3 separate regions of the Mus musculus genome follow, and regions 2 and 3 are each linked to region 1. The links are chromatin contacts, called in public HiChIP or PLAC-seq maps. All regions are on one chromosome and are shown on one strand. Each heading gives the region's core, a stretch centred on a gene start, on an enhancer-like site or on the middle of the called end of the contact. The rest is flanking DNA. Distances are from core to core; before and after follow the strand shown. Region 1 holds the start of Dnajb12 (DnaJ heat shock protein family (Hsp40) member B12). Region 2 overlaps Micu1 (mitochondrial calcium uptake 1). Region 3 overlaps Micu1 (mitochondrial calcium uptake 1).

Region 1 (4,619 bases), core at 876-3,375:
GTTGCTGTTAAGTTTAAGTGCATGAGGCATTTGTTTTTTTTATTTTTTTTAAAAAGATTTTTATTTATTATGTGTAAGTATATTGCAGCTGTCTTTAGACACCAGAAGAGGGTGTCATATCTCACTACGGATGGTTGTGAGCTACCATGTGGTTGCTGGGGTTTGAACTCAGGACCTCTGGAAGAGCAGTCAGTGTGCTCTTACCCGCTGAGCCATCTCACCAGCCCGGTATTTGTTTTATCCATCAGAGATATAACAAATATCCAAATCGTGGGCCTCTGAGATGACTCAGACAGCGAAGGTACTTACTGCCAAGACTGACTACCTGAGTTTGATAGACACAGCCGACTCCACCAAGTTATCCGCTCATGAGCATGAACACATGAATACACACACACACACACACAGAGCAAGCCCTGCAATGACATCCTATCTAGATTCCTGAACTAGCACAGGTGGCCTCTGCCATGCCCTAAAGCTCTATTTCATCAGCTTTCTTAACTGCTCCTGGGCTACCAGCAGTAATCAGAATTCTGACAGTCTGCACCCCGCCTGGTGCTATCCACTTATAAAAAGGGAATTATCCCATAGGGAAGCAGTTACCAGAGCAGATCGAAACTCTCTCCTAGCAGAGGCAAAGAGACCAAAGATCAACCTGCAGAGTCAGGAGGGAGGAAAGTTCAGGAACGCAGCTGCCTCTAAGGTCAGCACTCCAAACCTGGGCAGGGAAGGTGAGAGGCTGGCTGCTGCGTCTTCATTTCATTTTAATAAACACGTATGGAATCTCAGGGTTTTCCACTTTCTAGCTGTGTCACATCCTAAGACGCTTATCGATGAGTTAGTTCCTCATCTTGAGAAGATAGAAGGGTGGTGTTCTGTCTTCCTGACTTTACAGGATCAGGTGGCAAAACACACGAGAAAGAACTTTCTACACAGAAAAGCACTATGGGTATTCTTGTTTATATACATTATCTGTTCCAACTTCCTGAACTTCCAGATGGGGAAACCCAAGCTCACGATGAGATGTGGGTCTCTTAATTCTGAAAGTCTGCTACATGTCAGAGAGTTTACTAACTCCACAGAAACAAATCCTGTGTCTTTCTCCTTCCCAGCTGGTATTAAAATTTTCTTTGGTCACTTCGGTTACAAACGCAAAAATGAGGGGGAGGTTACCAGGTAAAGTGAGACGATTGGGTAGCGAAGACAAGATCACTATTCCCTCCCTGGGTTGGGAGGTCTCAGACCTAGGCTATTAGCTACCTGGAGCTCAGCAGCCGTAGCAGTCCATAAGACCCGCCACCCGGGCTTGCTGAGGAAGAAGGTGGGATAGGGTGGCTGACACTGGGATCTTCAACAATCCATCCACTCCGAAACACCGCTTTCAAGAGACTGCAGGAAGGACTGCGAGTTGGAATGTCTTATTTCGCTAAGGGTTCTCTGATTGGAGCGAATGAATTCCTTCCCTCTCTAGAACCCATTCTCCCTTAGAATAGTTATGTTTATTTTCCTGAACTATAATATTTCCCAGGCCGGCCAGTGGCCCTGAGCCACCGAACAGCCCTCTGGGAGAAGTAGTTCGCTTTCGCGTCCACAAGAGTCCTCTTCACCGGGTCTCCCAGCGCGTCTCCTTCCCAGAAACCTCACATTCCAGAGGCCTCCACAAGCACTGGGAAGGGGTTGGGAGCCGGGCCCTCGGGGGTCTCCAGGGGGCCAGCATCCTAGAGACCGCGGCACCGCTGGACTACGAATCCCAGCAGCACCCGCGCGCGCCAGTGCGCAGGCGTAGCCGCGCCTCGCCACCCCTCCCCCCTCCGCCAACTGCTCCCGTCGGTCCGTTCCCGTGGTCCCCCGATCCGTGCTAATGCCCCCTTCGGTCCCTGCGGCGCCTCCCACTCACCGCTGACTCGTGGCGTCGGGTAGAGCCGCTGCGCCTTCTCCAGGAAGCGCAGCGCCCGCTCGGGCTGGTTGCTTTGGATGGCCTTGAGGGCGATGCTGATACAGCGCTCGGCTTCATCCTTGTTGGATTCCATGGCGGAACCCGAGCACGGAACCAGGGAGGGGGAGGCCGGGCGAGCGAAGGGCTGCGCCAGCCGCCGGCGCGTCGCGGGGCAGGCCGGCGCGGAAGGATGACATAACCCTCCGCCCCTCCTTCCCGGGATTTGAGTGAGGGTTGAACCCGGGCGGAAGCCCTACCGTATGTCTCCTAAGAAAGGGGCGTTCGGTTCGGAGGCGCTAGAACGCGCGGGCGCTCTAGAGCGCAAATGCTGAAGTTGAGTGTGCGCGCACGTTCGGGTGGTAGCCTCTGCGTTCCAGTCCGACTATCTGTGAATCGTACAGATGTTTACCGATTGTCAGACGCTGCTGTCTGATGTGGCAGTGGTATCAAAACAAAACCGTGTCCTCACAGAGCTTTCGTGGGTGGGGAGAAGTCAAGTAAACGGAAACATTCAGATAGTGACACAGTCAAGGCAAATATCGAAAAGTAGAGGGATGGAAGGGAGGGCTACCATTTAAGATAGCTTAATATATCAGAAACTCATTTTACAGGCTCTGAACTCTAAAGAAACAGGAACATGTGATTGGAGGAAGGGTGGTTCGACTGGAGGAAATAACAGATGGAAAGGCTCCGCATAAGGATTTTCGTTGTGAGTTATTGCGGGGATTAAGGAGGAGTTTACAGGAGTCACTACAGAGTCACACCAGTCAGGATGCAGCTCAGCCTACCTCCCACTTAAGTGACAGCAACTTAGTGAAGGTTGCCAATGACTTCCACTAGGCTAAATCTCCTGGCTATTTCTTAGCCCTTGCACTATGGTCTTTCACAAGAAACTACAATAAACCAAATGAATGTTAAAGGGTGCAATGCGATGGTGGTGTAAGCCTTCAATCCCAGCCCTTGGGAAGCAGAAGGACTCTGAGTTCAAGGCCAACCTGGTCTACAAAGTGAGTTCCAGGACAGCCAAAGGTACAAAGAGAAACTCTGTCTCGAGAAACAGACACAAACAAAAGTTAAAGAGCAGCTGTTATAATCAAGTGAGACTCGGTGAATATATATTCATCGAGTTGCAGATACACACACATATACATATATATAAAGCATAAATATATAACATAAACATATAAAACATATAAACACACACACACACACACACACAACTAGAAAAGATCATCCGAGTGAGATAATCCACACTCAGAAAAACAAACATGGTATCTCACTTATAAGTAGATTATAGCCATAGATAGAGTACAGGATAACCATTCTACAATCCACAGACCCAAAGAAGCTAAGTAACAAAAAGAGCCCAGGAAAGGATGTTTGAATCTCACTGAGAAGAGGAAATGAAATAGTCACAGGGGTAGAGGGAGGGATGGAGCAGGGTTGGAAAGGAGGTGGGCAGGGGAAGAGGAGGGGTGAGTGTTGGGAGAACTGCCATGGAGACTTAGCTGGGTCGGAACTCCCTCTGAGAAGTTTGAATATTAGATGTTTGATATAGGGAGGATGTATTGGCGATGGGAATGGCAATCGGGATTGTGCAACCATACGGTGTAGGGAAGACGGAGGGAGGGCTGACGGTGGAGACCATGCTTAGAAGGTGTAAAACCCTGGCTTTAATTCCCCAGCAATGCCCCTTTCCACCAAGACAAAAATAACAGAACAAGAAGCTTGAGCAGAATCCTAATTTTGAAAATTATCAACGGATGTGAATTTTTTTAAATGTACGAATGCCCTCTCTGCATGTACACCTGCATGTCAGAAGAGGGCATTAGATCCCTTCATAGATGGTCGTGAACCACCGTGTAGTTGCTGGATATTGAACTCTGGAAGAGCAGCTAGTGCTCTTAACTGCTGAGCCGTCTTACCAGTCACGAATGCTTTTAAAGCAAACCATGGGATTAGATACACCAAGATGTAAGTGCGGAGCAGAGGGGAGCTGGATTACAGAGCCCTCCATTACTCAGAGGGTCGGAGGGAGAGGGGCTTGAGGAGAGGAGAGTACACTGAAGTGTGGTGTGAAGGAAGAAATATGAGTCACTTAGGGGCCAAGTGAAGTGGATGTTTCTAATGGAGGAAGGTTTCACATGATGAAATTTTATGTCGAGGCCAAGCAATATAAGCACGGAGAGATGCTGGCGGTGTGAGCCGCTGCGTTCACTGTGATGCAATTGTTTCAAGTGTGTTCCCAAGGGGCTCTGTGTGCTCTTAACACGGGGTGTTCTGTAGCGTTTTCTTCTTTTAAAGAGCATGTAGACCATGTCTTCTCTTTTTCTCTATCTTTGATGCAATTGTTTCAAGTGTGTTCCCAAGGGGCTCTGTGTGCTCTTAACACGGGGTGTTCTGTAGCGTTTTCTTCTTTTAAAGAGCATGTAGACCATGTCTTCTCTTTTTCTCTATCTTAAAAATTTTATTTATTTTTATTTTATGGACATTGGTGTTTTGCCTGCATGCATGTCTGAATGCGAGTGTCCTGGTCCCCTGGAACAGCAGTTATGGGCAGTTGTGAGTTGTCATGTGGGTACTGGGAATTGAATCTGGGTCCTCTGGAAGAATAGCCAGTGCTCTTAACCGCTGATCCATCTCTTCAGTTCACTATAACATTTTTTTTAAAAGATTTTTTAAT
Region 2 (4,619 bases), core at 1,563-4,062, 130 kb after region 1:
GAAACACACGAAAATGTTCTAGCCATCACCCGTTAGGCACAAGAAAACAAAGATCTACAACACAACCTCCCGGCACCAAATCACAGAGAATGTGAGTCAACATGTTTTTTTAAAAAGAGTTGTAAAGATTCCACGTCGTCCCCAGGGTGGTCAAAGCATTTCTGGAATGGAAGTTTCCTATTGGGATGTCTCGTAATTTTAGGGGGACGTAGCTTCAACTTTCTGGCAAACTGCCTGCTGTGTCATTCACTCCAACACACAACCCACCAAAGCCGGATGAGTTCAGAGAACTGGTAGCCGTTCAGCGGAGCAGTTCGGGAGGGAACCTGAACCTTCTATTATGTTCCACTGAAGCGGGGTGGGGTGGGGTGTCCTGTGTAATGAAGGCTGTCACCGTGTTGGCTGCCATCTGAGGGAGTAGTTCAGGTCAGTTAATTTAGCCAGGCTCTGCTCCAAATATCAAGCGGCTTCAAAAAGCTTTTTTTACATCAGTAAACTTCATTGGCTGTGGAATAAAATTTGGTTGAAACTTACCGCTCTTTCCAAATCAAGCTCAGTTATCATTCAGAAAGTTCTTGAATGAAAAGCAAGCATCACTAGCGATTTACACGTCTGCAGTGGGGGCTGCCGAGGCCCAGAGGAATCTACAGTAGAGGGGTGGGGTGGAATGAGCTCCGGTGAACAGCGGAGTTTGCCTCTCCGCTGGGCAAATGGAGTCTTTATACAAAATAACCAGTCAAGGACAGCACAGGGAGACTTTTCTAGGTGCCTGAACTAAGGAGAGAACAATTACCCACAGGGTATGGGGCCGCTAAAACCCACGAAAGATGGCGTACACGTTAGTGGGAGGTCCTTCCATAAAATGAGCACAGGCTCATAACCATGTCAAACAGCTACGAACTGTCCTCACTGCCCCAGTTCTCTGGCAAGGCAAGAGACACTCAGCTAAGGGTGCTGCTGCCCCTCGGCTGTACAGAAGAGCCACTGTCTGAACGAGGGCACGACAGTCTGAGGTCCACACTCTTGCTCTGCTGCGCACCATGCTACCCCGTGACACAGAGCTGTATCTCTCACCCCGGTTCAGCATGCTTTATAACAGCTACTGGTCACTTACACATGGCTATCAGATGCGGGAGCGCACACCACGGAAATAAATGCCTTGGAAAAGAAAGAGGTCACACGCCAAAGCTAGATTTCGTTCTCGTTATTAGTTAGTGATACTGTGTGGAAAAAAAATAACTGAAGTTAATTTGTAAGAAAAAGACCATGAAAGTGATTTAAAAACCTTTGAGTACAAAAGAAGATGGGAAAATCTCTGAGGAAGAAGAAAAAATGGAAATTTTAGCAAGTTTTCAGGGATTGAACTCAGAGCCGTGCCCAGGCTGAAGCACACATTCTAGCACAGAGCTACCCCAGCAACCCAGAGGATCTGGGAAATGCTGACTCAGCACCTGGGTTCACTGTAATAATTCAATTACCCTCTGAGCTTTTTGCTCAAAAGAAAAGGCTATCATAACCAGTCCTGTTCAAATGATGCTTTATCCCCCACAGCCAATCATTACTGGCAAGAAGAATGCCTGGTTTTGTCCATGACAGAAACAACATCTTACTCAAATGGCCTGATTACCATCAGAAGGGATCCAGTTTACACACCACATGGATAGATCACTTTAAGAGTGACAGGGGCAATAAAAAGACAGACAGACAGTACTTTCCAAAATGCCAGCTGACCACATTATGACACAGTGGGACACAGAACAGCTTGATTCTAGTTTCTAAATCCAGTTATTAAATTTGCATGTTTCATATTTTCTTTCCTGAAATGAAAAATTTTCATTTATTATCAGTTTCTAACTGTGCTTTATCTGGAAGGCAGAGGCAGAACAGCTCAAATTTAAGACCAGATTGGGCAATCGCCTCAAAATCCACCATTCTGAAATCCCAAACCAAACCCCCGAACCAAAAAAAACCATCACCACCAACAACTGGGCAGAGCACACTATTGTTACTTTTATTCAAATAGTAATAAGGCAAGAACATTTGATGAGAAAAAAGTCCTATTAATGAATCAGTCTGCCTTCATTTTAGGCTTAAAGGCCATCTTTTAGTTATGACAAATTAGGTTCCTTCCTTCCCTGTTTCTCAAGGATTAGGCTATGCCCCACCTGTAATCTTAACTACAAAGGGCTTTGTCCTGCCTGTTCCAGGAAATGACAACCATGCCTTTGTTTTAAAAGGTTATTATGGCCACCTGTTGTCATGAACACCCTGCTATGATTACTTTATGGCCATGTTGCAACCCTACCTCTGTTTAAAATGTTCTTGTGACCACCTTATTTTTGCTCCTGTAACTCCACCTATCTTGTGGTCAAATCCCCCATTTGGAACCTCTTACCCCTCAGCTATAAATATCTTGTCTTCCTCATGTCCAAGGCTGACCTGTTGCACCCCGCCTTAGGGGGAGGCAGCTCATGTACATGCATTTAAAAAGCTTGCTTTAATTAACTGCTTGCTTTAATTAATTTGGCCATGATGATTTGAGTAGGCAGTGTTTCTCACATCTTTGGGATTAACACTATTTACGAATAGGTCAAATTCTAAAAGAGGCATATGAAAGTAGAATACAGCACTCAGGACAGCTCCACGGGCCCCCTACTGTGTGACCTGTCTCGTGACCTAGCTTGCCTATCCTCTTAACTGTAAAATGTAAAATGCACAGTCCCGGGAAATGATGCTACAGATGGAATGAGCAATTATGTATCAGCACGGATAGTGCCTGACAGACAAGCAAACAATGCAAAGACTTTGCCTTCCCTCGCCCATCTTCCCTCCCTCCCTTCCTTTTTCCCTGAGAGGAAGTCTCACTAGGTAGACTTTGCTGGCCTGGAACTCATTCTTTAGACTAGGCTGCCTTGAACCTTGCCTGTTTAACATAGCAAAGCCGACTGCCCGCCCACCCAAGTCTGTACTCACAAGTACCCGTCACAGTCATCCTGGCTAGTGTACCCCTTCCCCAACTTTAAACCTCCCCAGCCTTGAGTGTTGCTTCCCCAGTCCCTTTTCCTATACAGCTCAGCCGTTCTGCCTACATGTCTTCTGTGTCTCCTGGCTTGCTTTCTGGTCTGGTTCTTCTCTTGGGGTCTCGGCTTCCTGCTTCCTTCCCCACGGTCCCATGTGTTCTTTCTCTCTTGGTTTCCTCTCTCCTGTCTCTCTCACAGCCCCTACCCCTACCCTCTTCTCCTGGCCCAGTTCAGTCTGGACTCTCCCAGGCGCCTCTGGCTGTACCCTCCTCCATAGCTACAAAAAACCTTCTCTTCCGCCACACCTGGGAGGGTCACGTCCTCATTTTTCCATTCATACCCCAATAATACTAGTTAAAATATCTGTGCAAGCTTCAGGCTTCAAGAAGCCTTGTCCACAAGCTCATTCATTGTTTTGGAATCTAGTTTCTCCTGCCTTCCTTTTTAAAAATTTCCTTATTGTAAAAGACAGAAAATATAAGGGATATATCCTATTATAGATGGCATTGGTGGCTAAACAAAAATATAAATCAGAAGCAAAAATATTAAAATTCTGCCTATTTTTATCTGTATTTAGCACCAGTAAGACCTGAATTCATATATGAATTCAATAGAATGTGGACTTGACTGATTTTAAGTCTCTCAGAGGTGGGAGGGTGAAAGTGTTAGGGCCATCGATTGACAGGTGGGACTTCATAATACTTCAGTGCCTCGTACAGCCACGGAAACAGTCAACAGAGCGCAGTGGAAGCCTGCGGGCGGGGAGAACCCAGTGGCGTGTCAATAACCTTTAAAGAGCTTTGGGGGCTGAGGTTGCAGTTTAGTGGTAGAGCACATACACTTTACATGCAAGAGGCTCGTTCGATCTCTATCATAAACATGAAAGACAGACTGACTGACAGATAGGAAAGAAGGAGATGAGGGAGAAAGGGAAGGTTGGAAAGATAGGGAGGGGAGAGGAACGAGACTTGGGACGATGGTGAATGGTCTGTTTCAACGGGAATCTGCTGCTGCTGCTGTGTTTGAAACAGGATAAGAACTTAGTCATCTTTGGGAGAGAAGGCCAGGGTGACATCAAAGCTCGGCCACAGCATCCCTGCATCCCTGCTCAGGAAGCGATCACATCCGCAGCATGAAGTTCCCCCCTTCGATGTCTGAAGGGAACGTGACCGCATCTGATTCCAGGCGTGTGCTTACTTCATGTCACAGGAATAGAAAGTGCAGGGTGCATCTCTCTATATTTAGATTGCCAAGGAGGAGGAGTGAGACACAAAGGGACCCAAAGACTAGAAAACACACAAAATACGTCATACCAATTAAAGACAGCAACTAAGACTAGACACATGACACTACTGTAAAATAAAGCTCTGTTTGGAAATAAATATTTTGTTTTATAGGGTAATTACTAGATGCTAAAAACATCAAGTGGAAATTATAGTTTTTAATAAAAAATAATGTATAGTACATGAAATGATTATAGCAACAAATCTTGGGTGAAAACATGTATATTAGGAGGGGTGTAATAAAATCCCCTGTATTTCCATATGCTATATCATCACTACTTCTAACAGTACTAACAAATTATTAGTTTTTAAAAGA
Region 3 (4,619 bases), core at 1,194-3,693, 84 kb after region 1:
CCATCCTGGTCTGTAAAGTGAGTTCCAGGACAGCCAGGGCTACACAGTGAAACCTTGTATCAAACAACAACAACAAAACAAAAACCAACTAACCAAGCAGCCCCCCCCCAAAAAAAAATCCCAAAATAAAAAACAAGCAAAACAAAAAACAAACAAAAAACCCCCAAAACAAAAACCAATAAAAATATTTCTCTGGTTCTTTAATTAACCCCTAGTGTGTATGGATCATGCTACTGATCCTATTTATTGACTTCTTAAAAATGGACAGACCTTTAGATTTAAGGACTAAGACAACAAAATAAAGAACTTGAAAGGGACAAAAAATAAAACCACTAAAGCCACACATACACACACACACAAATATATGTGTATGAGCACATGTACATACATATTAAGTATTCATGAGCACCTATGTATGCATGTATGTTATTTGAAATAATGGTATTGTTAAAGTTGCAAGAGGATTTTCCCAGGGTGAAGACATACTGTAATTTTGGTTTTCTTATTTCCCTACAATTTATTTTTACATTATAATTCTATTTTGCATCTATATTTTGCATAAAAATATATTATAATTTTATGCACATGGGTATGTTTGCATGCACATGGTGCACCATGTGTGTGTCTGGAATCCATGGAGGCCAGAAGAGGGCACTGGATCCTGGGGAGCTAGAGTTAAGATGGTTGAGAGCCACCTGGTGGGTCCTGGGAATTGAACCCAGATCCTTGGGACAAGCGTCCTGGACTGTTATCCCGAGTCTCTTCTGCAGCCTCCTCACACAGTCTGTAATGCTGTGGTAATATCATAGTTTCTGGTGAAAAACCACAGCCCACTTTTTCACATTTAAGAAAATGCTTGCTCTGGTCTTCTCTCAACACTTTGACAAGAATAAGGCAGGTCATACTGTATATAGATTTTTTCCCTCAAAGAAAAAATATTAGTAAAATACCTTTACCTTTATAACCAACAGTTGTATTACTTTACAAGGGAGGAGGCTGCTCATAGGTCTTTTTTCTTAAAATATAAACAAACAAAAAACCTCCTTTAAATATGTACTTTGCTTGTTAAAGTTATAAATACTTAAAGGAGTAAAGTACCTTTTATTGAATAATTCAAGCTAAAACCGAGAATGGAATAAGAAACTATAAATTTATTATTATCTCTATTTTGCTTTGTAGAAGCAAAAGAGTAAAAGAGAAGCAATCCCGATGAAAACTCTGCTTTGTTTGCTTGCATGTAATTAAGAGTCAACTCTGTGGGGCTTTGAGGTTAAGAGTACTGGCTGTTCTTCCAGAGGACCCGGGTTCAGTTCCCAGCACCCACCTGGCAGCTCACACCTGCCTGTAACTTCAGTTCTAGGGGATCTGACACCCTCACACAGACAGACAAGCAGGCAAAATGCCAATGCACATCAAATAAATAAATAAATTGTGAGGAAAAAAGAAAGAATCAACTCTGGACCCGGCAGCTTGGTAGCACGTGCCTACAAACCAGTACTTGGAAGGCAGAGCCAGGAGACTAAGTTTGAGGCCAGCATGATGTACAAAATGTGTAATCAACCCAGCCAGGTCTATGCTAAGAAATCCTGTCTCAAAAAGCCAGGATCAAAAACAAAAGCCAAGACAAATACAGGCTGTGAGGACAACCAAGCCCAGCTGGAGGCCTTCCTGCCCCGTCCTTTTCTGTAACCACTTGGCCTTTGTCTCTCACAGGCAATGTGATCCCTGCCTGCACTGTTAGAGCAAGAAACGGTACACACAGTTATGCTTGGATGGATCCAAACATGATTCTAGGGGCTCCTTAGGCACTCTGAAATTAACCCCTCTGGGCTAGACTATAGTGTTGTGCACAGTGCACAGTGGCAGAGCACTCGCCTGGCTTGGGCCAGACTTAGGTTAGACCCAACACTGAAAGCAATAGCAACAGGCAGGCAAGCCAGCTGGTACATAAATACATTTGCCACCAAGCCCAAGAACTTGAACTTAATCCCCAGATCTCATAGATTAGAAGAGTAAATTTTAAAAAAGTATTAATCTCATTTTCTCTAATCCTTAACAATTTATTTATTTGGATTATGTGTGTGTGTGAGACGAATGTGCAGGCCCATGTGCTATGGCCCACTTGTAGGGATCGGACAACCCCGTAGAATCAGTTCTTTCTTTTCACTGTGGGAATAAGCAAAAGAAACTTAACCTAAGTGCTACCATTTTGTTTTCACATTCCATTTAATCATAGGAGAAACTAAATAAAGGTCCCAGGTTCTAGGAGAGCTAGGAACTTCCCAATAGCTGAACAGCTTCTCTTAGTGAGAAGGCTCGGCTGATTCCATGACAGGCTTCAAACTGGCAGTTCAGGAGACGAGGCCTAAATCTCAGTTTCTAAGAACTGGGCAAGCCCAGGCAAGTCCTGCCCTCAAAGCTGCCCACCACCTGGCCCGAGGCAAAGACAATGGGTCGGCAGCAGTTTCCAGACTTCACACCTTGAAAATGGTTCCAGAAAGTCTAGAGGTGGAGTAAGACAAAGGTCATCTATCCCAGAATTCCAATGTGTTTTAAAGCGAGCCTTCTTCAGGCTCACGTGATTGTCTCTCTATCCTGGTAATGGGAGAATGCTGGACTTCTGAAGAATAAAACACTCTGCGCTTTCATACTGTTTTGAGTCTGGGGTTTCATTCTTCGGGGAAGCATGGACCCTTACATTATAAGGAAAAAGTTGTCCCAGTCCAGACATCTCAAGGACAACCTCTCCATCTTGCTGGCAGGGTCAAACAAGGTCATGTTCCAGGCCCAGGAACCGACTCCTATCCTGATTGGTGAAAACTCCCTTGCTCAACCCCTTAAGTCAAAATATGACTGGACAATGCTACAGCCCACTCCGCTCCCTCTCGCTGCGTGGTCTCATCCTTTAAATGTGCTGTGTAATTTCTCTCTAGGGTCCCAGTTCAGCTCCCAAGTCTGTTCTGTGGCCCGGATCAATCAGTAGCAGCTTGATTACAGTAAATTTTTGTCGTCTGCATTGACGTGGTGTTTGAGTTAAGTTGGATTTAGTGGATCCTACGCACTACCTATATGTGGCTCTGGGGCTGGACTCAGGTCAGAAGCATCTTTACTCTCTGAGCCACTTGCTGGGTCTCTCTATTCTTATTGATAGTGGTGAATAGTTAGCCCATTTCTTTGTGCCCTGCTTTTAGGATTTTTTCCCTATTAAACAAGGTAATCTCTCTCTCTATATATATATTTGCCCAGAAACATAAGACAGTCATTAAGTGACTGGCTGATTATACACTATCCACACAGACCCCCAACTCATTTCATAATTTCTTTGTTGTATGTTCTAGTTAGTCTTTATTCTTGCATAAATTAGTTTTTTACTTTCTTTGACATGACAGTTCCTTTCCCCCAAATTAAAATTAACCATAATCTTTCAAAGAATTCTCTAGTATCTTTCATTTTGATTGACATCTTTCTTGCTACAGTCTTCAAGAAATCAATGAATATATTAACTGGAATTAGACTCGGCACCTGTCTCCAAGGAACCCTGCTCACTCATTTCTGGCAGCCTTAGATGGAATTCTTAACCTAAAAAAGAGTTTTAAGGAAGCAACTTTGTATTCTTACATCACTTCTTTAAAACTGTGTTTTTGTTGCTGTTGCTCTCAAATAGAGAAAGGGAGAGGGGAGGAATGGGACAAAGGCTGTCAGAGTGTAAGAGCACTCAGACAGGGCAGAGCTCAGCAGGTGATCGTTCTCATGATGCTGCAGCTGGCTTGGGTAACAAACAGAATAGTCTTCTCTGTCCTGGGAGTGATACCTGGGTAGCAAAGGAACCAGAAACGGACTTCTGGAGAAGGCCAAATGCTACAACTTTGGTCCTTTTCAGCCCCTAAAATCTAAACTGTGTTGAGTCCCATAGAAACCATAGCACAGGCTAAAAAGAACAAAACAAACCGAGAACCAATCATGTAAGGAACAGAAATAGCTCTGTCTGAGAGGAATTGTGAAGGTACCAGGCTCCGAGCAGACACTACCACACAGCAGCTGTGGCTGTCGACAGTATCAGTGTCTCCACCTGTGATATGGGTGTGTCCTCTCCTCTATCACATGGACTCTGATAGAGCTGATGAGAATGAAAGAAAGGCCAGCTGGTGCATGGTTTTTAATGCCAGTACTCAGGAGGCAGAGTCTCTGTGAGTTCCAGGCTAGCCAAGAGAACCTGTCTCAAATAAAAAGTTAAGATATGCAAAGTGCCTGGGTCAGAGGCAGCCACTTGTATAACATTCACAGGCGTCCCCTCCTCTCAGCCTTCTGGAAATGCAGAGTGATGGATCAAACTTCCTTTATTCTCAAAACTGCTGTTCTGAGAAAAAGGCAGAAAAGAGCAGATAAATGGAACCATAAATCTCCTCCATCTCAAGTTTTAAAGGAGACAAGGCACGGAATAAACTAGTAAGAGACAGGAAGAACGATGGAATTATAAAGCCCCAGCAAAGGTATTGAGATTTATTAATCATCTCCACTTGCCTCTTAGCAGTGATGATGAGATTTTATTTCATGCTCAGTGAAGGGAGAAATCACCCAAACTTGGAAAAGTGAAATTAGAAGTGTTTCATAAAAACAAA

What was found. HiChIP or PLAC-seq counts read pairs in DNA pulled down with a chosen protein or histone mark.
Region 2: an H3K4me3 HiChIP or PLAC-seq map of embryonic stem cells shows a contact between it and region 1, with 13 read pairs. The contact joins the enhancer-like site here to the promoter of Dnajb12 in region 1. A contact is called at or near these places in 1 of 39 promoter capture datasets (hippocampal neurons), 1 of 484 Hi-C or Micro-C datasets (CD4 T cells), 4 of 115 datasets of contacts at active chromatin or transcription factors (all in embryonic stem cells) and 3 of 9 other capture datasets (adipose tissue, liver and pancreatic islet).
Region 3: an H3K4me3 HiChIP or PLAC-seq map of embryonic stem cells shows a contact between it and region 1, with 19 read pairs. The contact joins the enhancer-like site here to the promoter of Dnajb12 in region 1. A contact is called at or near these places in 1 of 15 datasets of contacts at CTCF or cohesin (embryonic stem cells), 7 of 484 Hi-C or Micro-C datasets (embryonic stem cells, muscle stem cells, myocytes and 2 more), 3 of 115 datasets of contacts at active chromatin or transcription factors (bone marrow-derived dendritic cells, embryonic stem cells and epiblast stem cells) and 2 of 9 other capture datasets (adipose tissue and liver).

What each region holds. Positions count from the first base shown.
Region 1 is chr10:59,877,089-59,881,707 of GRCm38.p6, reverse strand. Dnajb12 (DnaJ heat shock protein family (Hsp40) member B12) reads right to left here and starts at 2,125. Exons shown (of 9, transcript NM_019965.3): 1 at 1,898-2,125. The coding sequence starts at 2,030.
Region 2 is chr10:59,751,939-59,756,557 of GRCm38.p6, reverse strand. All of the region lies in intron 5 of Micu1 (mitochondrial calcium uptake 1), which reads right to left. Among named protein-coding and RNA genes, the nearest start is that of Gm17059, 46 kb to the left of the region's middle. Within about 2 kb of position 2,812, at least 16 of the 459 cell types and tissues checked have an H3K27ac peak or open chromatin away from gene starts, as enhancers often do. A contact at or near this core is called in embryonic stem cells, where this site is marked.
Region 3 is chr10:59,793,110-59,797,728 of GRCm38.p6, reverse strand. All of the region lies in intron 8 of Micu1 (mitochondrial calcium uptake 1), which reads right to left. Among named protein-coding and RNA genes, the nearest start is that of Gm17059, 4.8 kb to the left of the region's middle. Within about 2 kb of position 2,443, at least 15 of the 459 cell types and tissues checked have an H3K27ac peak or open chromatin away from gene starts, as enhancers often do. A contact at or near this core is called in embryonic stem cells and liver, where this site is marked.